Linked DNA regions of Mus musculus: all the other regions are linked to region 1. The links are chromatin contacts, called in public HiChIP or PLAC-seq and Micro-C maps. All regions are on one chromosome and are shown on one strand. Each heading gives the region's core, a stretch centred on a gene start, on an enhancer-like site or on the middle of the called end of the contact. The rest is flanking DNA. Distances are from core to core; before and after follow the strand shown. Region 1 holds the start of Samd15 (sterile alpha motif domain containing 15). Region 2 holds the start of Sptlc2 (serine palmitoyltransferase, long chain base subunit 2). Region 3 overlaps Gm33444 (a long non-coding RNA gene).

Region 1 (4,062 bases), core at 1,124-3,623:
TTCACTCCGGAGTCTATAAAACCCCACTAAAGTAGCATTGCCCCCGAGCTTCAGAGACGAAGCTTAAGTCCAGGCCTGAGTTTCTTTCGAATGCAGCATTTCTAACACGTGAGGTAGACCTGCAGGCCAAGGACCTTTTAATAGCCTATGGCTTATAGTTTGGCTGTAATAGCTGCTTATAGCTCCAATAACCAAAAATGTTGCCAGATGTTGCCAGATGTCTCCTGGGGTGTCAAATTGCTCCTGGTTAAGATCCACCACTCTACCCCAAGGAGCATCCTTGGTTATTACTGGATGTTCAGTCAAATCTTTGCACTGTTACCTTCACCTCCAGATTCAGCCAGATATTTGCAGAACTTCCCACCCAACAAACATTTGAAACACAAGGTGTTAAGAGCACTCCAGGAATATGTTAGAAAATAGATCTGATATAAAGCAAAGACACTCGGGTATGTTCACCACAAAGTGAGAAAATGAAAGACAAGTTAATGTGTATGTAATTTATAATTATTGGCACATATAAGGGACAGGTGCTTATAAAACATATACCTGTATAAGGGCTTATATGTTTAATCTTTATAATCTTTCAGAAAGTACACTTAATTTTTTTCCCCTTTTCTTTCTTGGTAGCACTAGGGACTAACCCAGGGCCTCGAAAATGAACTCTACCGCTTAACTACATCCCACCCTAATTAGAATTTTTATTACCATAATATCAAATATATGTTAGCATTGTTTACCACAGAGCACAAAAAAAAAACCCTTAAAAATAGAAAAGACAAAATGTATTAGGATGTTTTCAATAAAAATATTGTCCGTGATTCACAGCTGGGGGGGGAGGGGTGCTCGTGCAGCACCACACACCAGGGGCATGGAGAAAAGCCACTATGTTGAAAGATAGCAACCAGGAATACCTTTTCTAGTAATTTAGTTGTACTAAATCAGACTTTAATCTCCTCCAATTGCTTTGTACAGCGGGCATCTTGGGTTGCACATCAAGTACTTTAGTCACAGTGGCTCACGATCCTCCCACCGATGCTGTAAGGCACAGGTACTTTTAGAACCCACATCTTATACAAGAGGAAACTCAGACATGTTTAGAGAAGTTTAACCAATTGTCCAAGGGCACTAAAAGTGAGGATTCACATTCCAACTAAGCATCAGGAATCCACAGCAGTACCTCAGTCACTGTGACAGCTACTTTGAGATCTCGATAAAACCAATCACTTGCACTTAGTGTGACCAGATCTCTCCCCTCTAAAGTATCCTTTTAGTCGCACGCCCCTGTGATGGTCACAAGGCTGAAAGGTAACAGCGCGATAGACTGTGCCTATAGCTTTTGGACACTTAAGTAAAATCACACGAAGGAACTTGTGTGGTCTGAAATGGAGACACCGGCCCAAGCAAGAGGAGGGGTGGATCTCGGAGAACGAGAGACATCACCAAAATTTCTACTGCAGCCTCTAGTTCCTGCCTTTGCTTTCACTATCAGGCTCCTTCGAGACCTCAAAGCCTCCTTATTCTGGCTGCTTTCCATCTCTCCCACTCTCAAGGATGCAAGGGACGGAGGTTGGGCGCGGGGGCCTACGCTAGGGCAAAGCGGGGTTCTGAGAGGAAGGCGGGCGCCCCAGCAGACGCCGGCAGGAGCGCGCGGAAAGGCAGGTGGGGTCGCGCGGAGAGCCAAAGACAGGGGCAGGGGTGAGAGCGGCGGGAATGGAGGTGGGATGCGGACCCCGACTGAAGCCAAAGAGGCGCGGCGGAAGGAGCCGGACTGCCAAGCCGGGTGCTCCGAGAAAGGGAGCGGGACTGGAACCAGGGCATTTCCAAACCGCGTAGAAAACGACCTCGAGCGCAGCCGCGGGCCCCGTGACGGTGGGGACCCCGGTCGCCCGAGGTGCGCGGCCCCGAGCCCAGAGGCACCCACCCTTGCAGCGCCCGGGGCCTTGCGTACCTGAGGCGGCCGCCTGGCTCTCCTCCACTCCCCGTCGGTCCCCGACGCCGCCCGCCGACCCTCGGCGAGCTGCGGGGCTCCAGAAGGCCGGCCCCTCAGCTGCCTGCCGGTCCGACATCTGCAGCCCGCGCCGGGAGCGGCTCCGCAGCCAGCGGCTTGCGGCTCCGGAAACAGCCGAAGGCGAAGCGAGCGCGGCAGAGGAGAGCCGAGCGGAGCCGAAGCGAGCCACGGGCCGGAAGGAGCGGCTGGGCGGCAGAGGGTAGCGCTGGCCTGACACGTGAGAGGGGCGGGGGGGGGGGGGGGCGTGCTTTTTCGGTCGCCGGTTTTTACAGTCCGCACTTGGAAGGATCGACAAAATCTCGGGAAGAGTCTGGAAAACCCCGCCGGAAATCGTGGTATCCATAGAGACGCTGTCGGAAGTTGAGGTTGCTAGGAGGCCTTGGGCGCATCGACTGACATGTCTGAAGTCTCAGGAGATTATAATTCTGACTCCGATGAGAGTCTGAGTCTGCAGCCTAAAAGAACCAAATCTGGTAAATTACATAATGCTAACGCAGACACCTTGTTTGAGGTAAGCTCTAAGCTGTCCCCAAATACTGACCGAGACCCAGGAAATGTAGGAAATGTGCCACTAGAGCCAACCAGGACACGCAAGGGGGATTTGGTGCCCGTAGGTAAAAATCATGAGGTGCCAGACCTACAACGACAGGACGTTTCAGTAGGTGTGTTCAAAGGACCACCTACAAGAACAGGTACACAGCTACCAACAAAAATAGATCCAGAGCAGAAGACACCAGATATTCGAAGTGAAAAACTAAGAAAATCAGTTGAAGAGGAAGCTCTACCTCCATCCAAGATGACCAAATCGGAAAAGAAACAAAAAGAGTCAATTAAAGAAAAAAGTACAGAGCCATATGAGGTAACTAAACCTAAGTTCCCAGACCGGAAGCTAAGGAAGTCTACTGAGGAAGCAGATCTCAAACCTCACTTCAAGTCCACAGAGCAGTCAGGCACAGAGCAACCTGAGCAGACTAAGTTCCCAGACAAAAAACTAAGACAGTCAACTAAAAAGAAAGTCTCAGGGCCACTGGAGGATTTTGAAGAAGAATCAAGAAGACCCATTGATGAAGCAAGTCTAGAACTCTCACAAAAGAGACCATTAAAGGCTTCAAAGAAAGCACAAAAAAGCTCTTTTGATGAAAAATTTCCAGAGATGCTAGAACAGATTACTGTAGAACTACTAGATGACCAAGAGGAGACACAAGAAGAGTCCATTAAGGAGAAAGTTCCAGAACCATTAGGGGACCGGAAACCATCAGCTCAAAAGCACAAGCTGAGAAAATCAAGTGAAAGGTCTAAATTAAAGGACACATTAATAGAGCCAAGTAAGGACAAGGACCCGGGGCTACAAACACAGACTGAATTTCCAAAGGAGAAACTAATAAAGACAACGGAGAAAACGGGTGACAAGCCACAGCAGATAACTGATCCAGACATTCAAGAGAAGTCGCAGCCAGAACCAACCGAGAAAAATCTAGAGTTACCAAATAAACCCAAGCCAGAAGAGGAGAGAGACCTCCCCAAGGAAGACAAACCAGAATCAAGCAAACCTAATTATCCTGCAGGCAAAGATAAGCTAGCATTACCAGCCAAGATTAAAACTGAGTTTATAGTAGGATCTCCTAGAGAAAGCGTAGAGTCCTTCAGTACATTGTACGAAACCCAGGAGTTCCTCAAAGACCTTCAGACTGACATGAACGAACTGTTCCCAATCGTTGATGCTTCAGAGTCTCAGACAGAACTGAGGGATTCTACAGTGTTACCCCAGGAGGTGGAGCTACTAGGACGTAAAGAAACCAAGCCAAGTCTTACCCCAGAGTTTGAGCATCTTACCTGGAGCCCAGAAAGGGTTGCAGAGTGGATTAGTGATCTAGGCTTCCCTCAATACAAGGTATATACAAAAGCAATGGTTTTGAAGTTACATGCTCTAATCCCATTTTTCTCTATGACTGACAAGTTCTCTTGCCTCTAACAGAGAAGTCCTGCACTGTGGGGGAAGTCAGTTTTGATTGTGTGTCTTTTCCTGTCTTGTGTGTGTGATAGTGAAGATT
Region 2 (4,124 bases), core at 1,034-3,533, 190 kb after region 1:
TCTTCTAGCTCCAGTTACTCAACCTCCCAGATACATTCTATACCTCCACAACGTTGCTCATTAGCCATTTTACACTTCTAGGGAAAACAGCACATTCTTTCATGGCTCATAACAGACTGACTCCTCCCCACATCCCCGTTTTTTGGAGGCAGGGTCCCTCATCGCCCTGCTGTCCTAGAACCCACTATGCAGACCAGGCCAGCCTGAGCTCAGAGATATACCTGCCTGAGGGCTGGGATTACAAACAAGTCATATCAAACTCAGACTGCAAACTGACTCCTAACACACCTCCTCTCACACAATTCTTTTTGAAAGCAATCTTTTGACTCTTAAACACCTTACACACTCAAGGGAGGCCAAGTCTTTTCTGTGCACTCCCACTCCTAACCCTCAACTCTCCCCCAGGGTCATAAGACTTGAAGATAACCCTTTCATACCACAGGATTAACACATCTATCAGAGTTACTGATTCAGGTAGGGGACAGGTTGCTATTGCTTAGTATCTATGTTGAAGATGAAATAGGGTCACTGACCTATCAAAACTACACCAATCACACTCCTGCTAAGGGGAACGAGCAACTTTTAAAACCATTCTTCCCGATATTTGCATAATTGGTTTAAAAAATACTGCCAGGAGCCAGGGGGTAGAGTAGCACATGCCTTGAATCCTAGCACTTGGGAGGCAGAGGCAGGTCTGTGAGTTCGAGGCCAGCCTGGTCAACACAGTGAGTTCCAGGACAGCCAGGGCTACACAGAGAAACCCTGTCTCAGAAAATAAATAAATAAATAAAACTGTCAGGAAAGCCAGGTGTTGGGGTCTTAGTTGCTCTTGGGAGGCAAAGGCAGATCTCTTTTAAGTTGGAAGTCAGGCTTAGTCTACAAAGCAGAACAGCCTGAGAGGGCTGTTACTCAGAGAAACCATGTCTGGAAACAAGCAAAATACTGCTAGGAATTCAGAATTCTGTAAGATAGTTTAGAAGTTCATGGATATGGTTGATGATTCAACTTCAGTTAATTAATACAAGGACTCATGACAACTTACCACTGGATTAAGCAACGCCCTCCACGATAGCTCTATTGCGCCGTGAAGGGGCCACCTAAAATCCTATCTGGATGGTGGGATGGGGGTCTCACCAATCGCACAACGGGACAATTTTCAAGACAAGACCCCCGAGGAGGTTCCCTGCCAAGGTTTTCCCCATAAAGGAAGTCCAGAACGTGATAGGAAGAGGCTGTCCGGTTGTGCTTCCACAACTGCACTGCCTAACTTTCTCAGAGCGTCAGCTTCCTTTTGGGGCTGCAAGACTCTACAGGAAGCATGTACTCGAGGGGACCCGGGCAGGAACCCGAGAAAGTATCGCCGGACTTCGAGGGAAAGATTTCCTCTGCTTCCCACTAGGAGCGGCCTGCACTTTTTTTTTTTTTTTTTTGCGTGATCCACATGGTTAAGAACCAGAGACTTGCAGAGGAAGCCCAGCCTCCAGGGCCCTTCAGAACAGCAAATGCTGAGGAGCCGGGCAGACCTCAGGAGTCCCGCGTGGCTGAGGAGCCCCGGGAGGCTGGAGAGCCAGGCAGAACTAGGGGACACCGCACACCTAAGAAACCAGGTAAACCTTGGGACCCCCGCAGGGCAGAGAACCACAGCTCATCGCTGCGGAGCCGGGTAGTACTGGGAAGGCTCGAATAACTGGAGAAGCGGGCAGAACCGAGGAGCCCCTCACGGTGAGGGAGCCCCACATAGTTGTAGAGTCCCGCGCTGCCCTTGAGTCTCCCTCCCGCTCAGGGGGGAGGCCCAGCCAGCGCCGGCTCCCCGTCGCTCAGCACACCTGAGCCGCGCCCAGCCGCCAGCCGGCCACTGACCGGCCCGCGCGGCTGCCCGTCCTCCCCGGCCCGGCCCGGCCCAGCCCGGGCATCGGCTCGCGGGGGTCCCGGCCCACCGCCCCGATCTCGCCCAGCCTCTCGATCCCATCGTACCTGGCCGGCAGCCGCGACGGTGGCGGTGCTGCTCCTCAAGTACCCGTTCCTCACTTCCCCGTTCTTGACGCAGCCGTTCGCCCGCATCGGGCGGCGGCAGCAGCAGCCTCCGGGCTCCGGCCGCATCCTCCCGGCAGCACCCGGCAGCAGGACAGGCTCTGGAGGTGGCGGCGGAGCCAACTCCCGCTCCGCACCGCACCCACCTCTCCGAAACCGGAAATGGCTGCAGCGCCGCTGCCAATTCCCGGTCCGGCCGTCACGCGAGGGCGGGGCCACCCGAGAAGACGGGGCTCGCCGAAGCCCGGCAGCCGGAGGGAACATGGGGCGGGGTCTATCGGCTATTGACCAATCCAAAGGCGAGAGGGGCGGATCTCATGCTGATTCTGGCGAATTAAGAGCAAGGGAAAAGCGGCTTGCAGACATCAAGGGGACTTCTTCAGAGGAACTCGAGAACTGAGCAATTGATTGGAGCCCTAGCCAGGTCGTAGGTGGAGCTTTGCCGCCTACTGGTCCAGGTTGAGAAGGAGGCGGAGCCCGGAAAGGAACAGCCAATTAGAGTGTGGAGAAAGAAACAGGGGCTGAGCCTATTTCCAGAGCCTGTTCCCGGTTCTCTAGCACTGGTGGTGGTTGCCCTCTGTGCCCTTCCTCCCGAGAGGTTCTCAGGTTGAATCCGAGCCCAAGACAGGCAGCTCCTTTATTTCATTAGCAAATTCCTCTGTGGGTGTTAATAGAATAGCCTTTTTGACAGTCTCTCACTGTTCTTCATTGTGAACTACGCGAACGCCTCGCGCGCACATCACTTGTTTCTATCCGGGTTTTCCTAGGGCAATTTCCTTTGAAGACTTTCCTTGAAAGTCAGGAGACTTGATCTGTTTCCAGATCTTGTGATAACTGAAACTGAAACTTGAGGAATTAACTCCTTTAGGAGCCAAGTTCTTTTAAAATTCTTCCTGCTTCATGGACTCATTTGCCAGAATTACATTAGTAAAGCGCTGGACACCTATCACAATACCTAATCCAAATCAGTAGCAAAAGAAATTGATCTACATTTCAGCATTACAAAGACCTTTAGTTACCCATAAAAAAAAAAATCAATGTCATAATTAAGAGTATGACTCAGTCTAGGTTTGAATCCTGGCTGCCTCACCTACTAGCTGAGTGACCTCTATGTTCCTCTGCTCAGGGGGATAATAACAGTTGCCATAAGAGAATCTAATGAGTTAATGCCTGTAATGTATTTTGCTTAGGACCTGGCAATTAGTAAGTATTCATTAAGTGCTGGTTATTATTAATTGCCGAATGCATCTGTGTGAATCCCTGTGTCACACAACCCCTTCTCCCCTGGAGCTTTAGAACTGCGTTGGCAAGGTTATTTGTTTTGCTTGATTTAGAAGAGGTACTCTTAACAGCAAGTGGAGCAAGGACAAAACTTTCAAGTCACAAACCCTTTGATCTCAAAAGTGAACACGAGAATCAAAAAGAACTCTATGGGGCCTGGAGAGATGGCTCAGCAGTGAAGTACTGGACACTGCTTGTCCAGAGTACCTGGATTTGGTTCTAGCACCCACATGGTGGCTCACAGCTATCTATAACTCCAGTGCCAGAGGAATCAAAGCCTTATTCTGATTTCCCAGGGCACCAGACACAAACTTGGTGCACATACATACATGCAGACAAGACACTCACAGACATAAATTAAAATCTCCTTTTTAAAAGTTTTTTTTTTAAAAAAAAAAAAAAGCTCTGTATGCCTTTAAGCTAAGCATAGTAATGCATTGATACAGTCTCAGCACTCCTGAGGTAGAGGCAGGAGTGTAGATGTTCAAGATAATCTTTGTATATATAACCTGTCCAAGCTAGCCTGGGATATAGGAGTCCCTGTCTTAAACATGATGGGGTGGGGATAAGTAACTCAATCAGTGAAATACTACCAGGAAAACAAGAGGAGTTAAGTCCAGATTTTGAGCATCTAGTTAAAATCCCCATGCTTAGGACACAGAGATGAAAGGGTTCCTAGAGTTCTCTGGCCAGCTGGTCTAACTGAATTGGTGAGTTCCAATGTCAGGCAAAGACCCTGTCTCAAAAATAAGGTAGAGATGATGGGTGATGGTGGCATATGCCTTTGATTCCAGCCCTCAGGAGGCAGAGGC
Region 3 (4,537 bases), core at 1,196-3,695, 210 kb after region 1:
CTGTATCCTAGGTGACTAGGCCTATAACTACTAATGGAGCCTCATTTCAAAGCCCAGAAGAGAGAATGTGTGGATTTGGCTTTGAGTCATCTACACCCAGGCCCAGTGAACAAGGCCATGGGACTGAAGGCACATGCTTAAATTCGACTGTGAAAGACCTACCCCAGGAGAGTATAGAAGATTTTAATCTTATTTATTTAATTTTTTTGCAATATGGTCTTGTTATGGGCAATATAATAATATGGGTATAATTATTTGTTTGTTTATTTGTTTGTTTTTGAGACAGGGTTTCTCTGTTTAGTCCCAGCTGTTCTGGAACTCATTCTATAGACAAAGCTGGCCTTGAACTCACAGAAATCTGCCTGCCTCTGCCTCCAGGATTGGGATAAAAGGCATATGTCACCACATCTAGTCCTGGAACCAACTCTATACACCAGGCTGGCTTCTAGGCCCAGGAATTTCTTAGGAAAAAGCAGGCATAGGTTCTGGAGTGTCCACTGTTTTATATTGAAACAGAAAGAGTATATGCACTAGGAGAGGTAAAGTAGGAAGGGGTAGGAGAAAGACTCCAGTGGTGGAATGGCTGAATCCAGTATAAACCAACTCAGATGGGAAATTCCTCTGTTTCTTCCTCTCTTAAAAAAAAAAAAAAAAAAAAAAAAAAAAAACAACAACAAAACCAAAAAAAAACAGGTTGACCTCAAACTCTGCCTCCTGCCTCAACCTTCAAAGGTCTAGGATTAAAGACCCTAGTCACACTACAAGTTTGCTCTAATGCAGTGGATCTCAACCGTCCCAAAGCTGTGACCCTTTAATACACTTCCTCCTGGGGCTGGAGAGATGGCTCACCAGTTAAAAGCACCGACTGCTTTTCCAGAGGTCCTGAATTCAATTCCCAGCAACCACATGGTGGCTCACAACCATCTGTAATGGGATCCAATGCACTCTTCTGGTGTGTGTCTGAGGACAGCTACAGTGTATAAATAAAAATAAATGCTTAAAAAAAAAAAAAAAAACCAGTTCCTCCTGTAGTGGTGACCCCCCAACTGTAGTTATTTTTGTTGCTACATCATAACTGTAATTTTGCTACTATTGTGAAACAGAATGTAAGTATGTGTATTTTCCATGGTCTTAGGTGACCCCTGTGATAGGGTCATTTGACCTCTTAAGGGGTCACAACCCACAAGTTGTGACAATTAAGGGGACAATTTCAGTCCCTTTTGAAACAGAATCTCATTGTAGTTCAGGCTGCTGGATATCACTATGTAGTCAGGGATGACCCCTGAACTTCTGATCCTCCTGCCGTGTGTGTGTGTGTGTGTGTGTGTGTGTGTGTGTGTGTGTGTGTGTGCGCGCGCGCGTGCGTGGACGCACGCGCCACACTCATGCATAGGCTAAGAGGTCCTCTACCGGATAGGCTTCATTTCTAGGTTCTTTGGGGTGTTTTGTTTTGTTTTGTTTCTCGAGACAGGGTTTCTCTGTGTAGTCCTGGCTGTCCTGGAACTCACTCTGTAGACCAGGCTAGCCTCGAACTCAGAAATCTGCCTGCCTCTGCCTCTCAAGTGCTAGGATTATAGGCGTGCGCCACCACTGCCTGACCCATTTCCAGGTTCTTAAGGATTTGACTGAGGAATAAGGAAGAACAATGATAAAAGAGGAAGGAAGGGAATAGGTCTAGACTAGAAAACATTGTCACCAGGAAACCGAGGACAAGGTCTTTCCACCCCCAATGGTTCTCTGCTCCCCACAGAGGGTGAAAATTAGGTCAGCTAGTTATTTTAGGCTTCCATCGCAAAGGGACTGCCTGTTTTACGCGTTCCTAGGCACTTAATGGCGACAACCTTTCTCTCTAGAAAGTTCACTGAAACAGATTTGGGTTAGCCTTGACAGCGGTTCTTGCAGAGACCAGAGAAGAGGGTGGCAGAATCCTCCCGTGACCCTTTGAAAGGGGACCGGCAGGGGGACCAGGGGAGAAGGGCACCATCTCCAGCACGGCTCAGGGGCCTCTGCATGTGAAACAGGAGGAGGATAGAGGATGCACATGAGGAAGGAAATCATCAGGGACGCCAGATCTCAGTGCAGCAGGCGTGGTTTCTGGGAACAGAGACTGGCTGGCAACCCTCCCTCCTCCTCCTTTGCATTCTTGTAGATTGACGTCGCAGCCTCTCTGGAGAAAGAGCCACCGCACGGGAAACACTTCAGCCACAGGTTGAGGACCCGCAGTGCACACGCACAAATGCACGGACGCTAAGAGGATCATGCAAGAGGAAGGAACTTGTGCACTTCTGTTGTGCCTTTATTCCACGGAATTGTTACCGATGGATTCGTTTTTATGCTGGAAAGAACAAGGAAGGACAATGTTCCAACTGCTGGACCTGTTAGGGACAGTGAGTGCCTAGCCCTTTACCGGAATGGCCTGTTGACCTTTGTTCTGGAGTTCTGAGCACTTCCTTTGGATGAGAGATCAGGTCAAACACTAGGGTCAACGTTGGGTGTGTAAGAGGGAGGAGGGAAGGGAAGAGGAGTTCCAAATCCTTTGGAAAAAGCTCAGACACCAAAGACAAGATCAGGGCTCGCCTTGGGAGGCGTGGAAGAAAGGACAGGCTTCATGTAAGGAATTCTGTGGAATTACAAAACCAAGAACACTGTGACTTATGAAGAGTTCCATACTTTCTAGTCACTGCTCTGAGCATTGTGGAGGACTATAATCATATCTCTAGGCCACATCCCAAGAGACCATAGTGTTGCCAGAGAGCACCCATCTACCTTGTGAATTATGAGAACACTGGAAGTTACACTGTCACCTTCTCTCCAGCCTCTGTCCTTTCTCCTATTTTATTGGTTCACACCTAAGGCAAAAACTCTTTGCTCTGTTGGATGGCTTTTTGGGATTGTCCCCATTCTGCAGATGAGAAAAATGAGGCATGGGGAAACTAATACAATACCGTTGGCAAATGGATGCAATCAAGCTTCAAATGTGGGCCAGTATAATTGTTTTTTATTTTTTTATTTTATTTTTTTTGCAGTGCTGACATCTTATACCAACCAAGTGCTACCCACTGAGATGCATTCGCAGCGCTGATTTAGAATTCAATCTTAGGTATCACATTGTATTTCCCATGACTATAATTAAATGGAGGACAGCTCATGGAATGCCTGCAAGAATGATAAGTGGTCCTGTTGCTAAAACTTCTTCCCAGAAGGAGAAAGAACATATGCCCCTTCTAAGGCTCCAAAGAAAAACTGGGGAACCAGCAAGTCTATTGTGCTTCAGGGATGACGAGTCACTTACAGGGTGTGGTTGCTGCTCTGGGCAACAGGCTGTACCTGGAAAGGCTTTATCCAGCAAGGATGAGCCCCGCCCCCTATACTCTAGCCCCTCCCAGAAGCTGTGTACAATTAAGGCGTGGTTGCATATAACAAGTGCTAGGGAACAACTGAATACTCAAGATGGGGGCCTTGGTGACCATCCCCAGGCCCCCTGTGTCAACAACCCCAGCTGGGATGGGTGATCCTTGTGCAAAGGGGCACCGGCTGGAGTTTCCCCATGATGGCAGTGGCTCTGCTTAGAGGGCAGTCAGTCACAACAGGTCCAACCAAGAAAAAGGATATCAGTACAAAAACTACTCCAAACAGAGCGAGGTTAATGCCAGGAATTGTTGATAGAAGAGCTGAGAAGTCCACAGGAAGTAGTAAGTCAGGGTGAAACAGCGGGGTGCTACCAGGACCTGAAGTGCAGAGAGCTTAGCCTTTCTGGGATGCAGTAATAAAATAAATAAACACAAATGGAAGGGCTCAGGCACTGGCACTTAACTTGTTTTTTTCTTTTGTTTTTCTTTTTTTGGTTTTTTCGAGACAGGGTTTCTCTGTGTAGCCCTGGCTGTCTTGGAACTCACTTTGTAGACCAGACTGGCCTCGAACTCAGAAACCCGCCTGCCTCTGCTTCCCAAGTGCTGGGATTAAAGGCGTGTGCCATCATGCCCGGCGCACTGGCAACTTCTTACTCACAGCTCTGTAGGCTAGAAACCCAAGACCAAGGGCCTGGTAAGGTTTTATTCTGAAGTCTTCCCTTGGCTTATGGGCAGCTCCATTGCATTTCGTGACTTCTCTCTGTGTGGACCACCACAGAAATCACCAATAAGCTCTCTGCTATCTCTCGTTTTTACATTTAAAAAGACATTTCTTTTACGTTCTGTTTTTTCATGACAGAATACCATGCAGTCCAAGTTGGCCTGGGACTTAATCTATTGAGGGTACTCTTGAACTTCTGTTCCTCCAGCTTTCCACCCCCCACCCCCGCCCCCACCGCTATTGTAGCCTTGGCTGGTCTGGAACTTGTTAGGTAGACCCGGCTGGTCATGAACTTGCAGTGATCCTCCTGCCTCTGCTTCCTGAGTGCTGAGGGCGTTTGTTTTTCCTTGCTTAGCTGACTCTTGCTTCGTAAGCACATGTTCTCAGTCCATCTGGATGTTGCTTGGTATTCAACTGAGTTCAGGGTGCAAGGGTTCCCGGACACTCCCACTTTGATGTGAGAAGG

Evidence for each region. Hi-C and Micro-C count contacts between places; a contact is called where the count stands out from the background. HiChIP or PLAC-seq counts read pairs in DNA pulled down with a chosen protein or histone mark.
Region 2: a contact with region 1 is called in an H3K4me3 HiChIP or PLAC-seq map of embryonic stem cells, with 20 read pairs. The contact joins the promoter of Sptlc2 here to the promoter of Samd15 in region 1. A contact is called at or near these places in 4 of 39 promoter capture datasets (the HPC-7 cell line, hippocampal neurons, neural stem cells and 1 more), 10 of 484 Hi-C or Micro-C datasets (CD4 T cells, CD8 T cells, LSK cells and 5 more), 11 of 115 datasets of contacts at active chromatin or transcription factors (the SCID.adh cell line, bone marrow-derived macrophages, effector CD8 T cells and 3 more) and 4 of 9 other capture datasets (adipose tissue, embryonic stem cells, liver and 1 more).
Region 3: a Micro-C map of embryonic stem cells shows a contact between it and region 1, with 2.5 times the contacts expected there. The contact joins the enhancer-like site here to the promoter of Samd15 in region 1. A contact is called at or near these places in 5 of 39 promoter capture datasets (the HPC-7 cell line, cranial neural crest, embryonic stem cells and 2 more), 4 of 484 Hi-C or Micro-C datasets (CD4 T cells, embryonic stem cells and natural killer cells), 3 of 115 datasets of contacts at active chromatin or transcription factors (bone marrow-derived macrophages and embryonic stem cells) and 2 of 9 other capture datasets (adipose tissue and liver).

What each region holds. Positions count from the first base shown.
Region 1 is chr12:87,198,135-87,202,196 of GRCm38.p6, forward strand. Samd15 (sterile alpha motif domain containing 15) reads left to right here and starts at 2,374. Exons shown (of 4, transcript NM_001290288.2): 1 at 2,374-3,902. The coding sequence starts at 2,409. Tmed8 (transmembrane p24 trafficking protein 8) reads right to left here and starts at 2,095. Exons shown (of 6, transcript NM_001033475.3): 1 at 1,952-2,095. The coding sequence starts at 2,069.
Region 2 is chr12:87,386,072-87,390,195 of GRCm38.p6, forward strand. Sptlc2 (serine palmitoyltransferase, long chain base subunit 2) reads right to left here and starts at 2,284. Exons shown (of 12, transcript NM_011479.4): 1 at 1,975-2,284. The coding sequence starts at 2,100. It overlaps Gm33444 (a long non-coding RNA gene), which reads left to right. Exons shown (of 3, transcript XR_381803.4): 1 at 1-1,607.
Region 3 is chr12:87,405,981-87,410,517 of GRCm38.p6, forward strand. Gm33444 (a long non-coding RNA gene) reads left to right here. Exons shown (of 3, transcript XR_381803.4): 2 at 2,150-2,387; 3 at 3,027-4,537. Among named protein-coding and RNA genes, the nearest start is that of Sptlc2, 20 kb to the left of the region's middle. Within about 2 kb of position 2,446, at least 155 of the 459 cell types and tissues checked have an H3K27ac peak or open chromatin away from gene starts, as enhancers often do. A contact at or near this core is called in the HPC-7 cell line, adipose tissue, bone marrow-derived macrophages and 2 more, where this site is marked.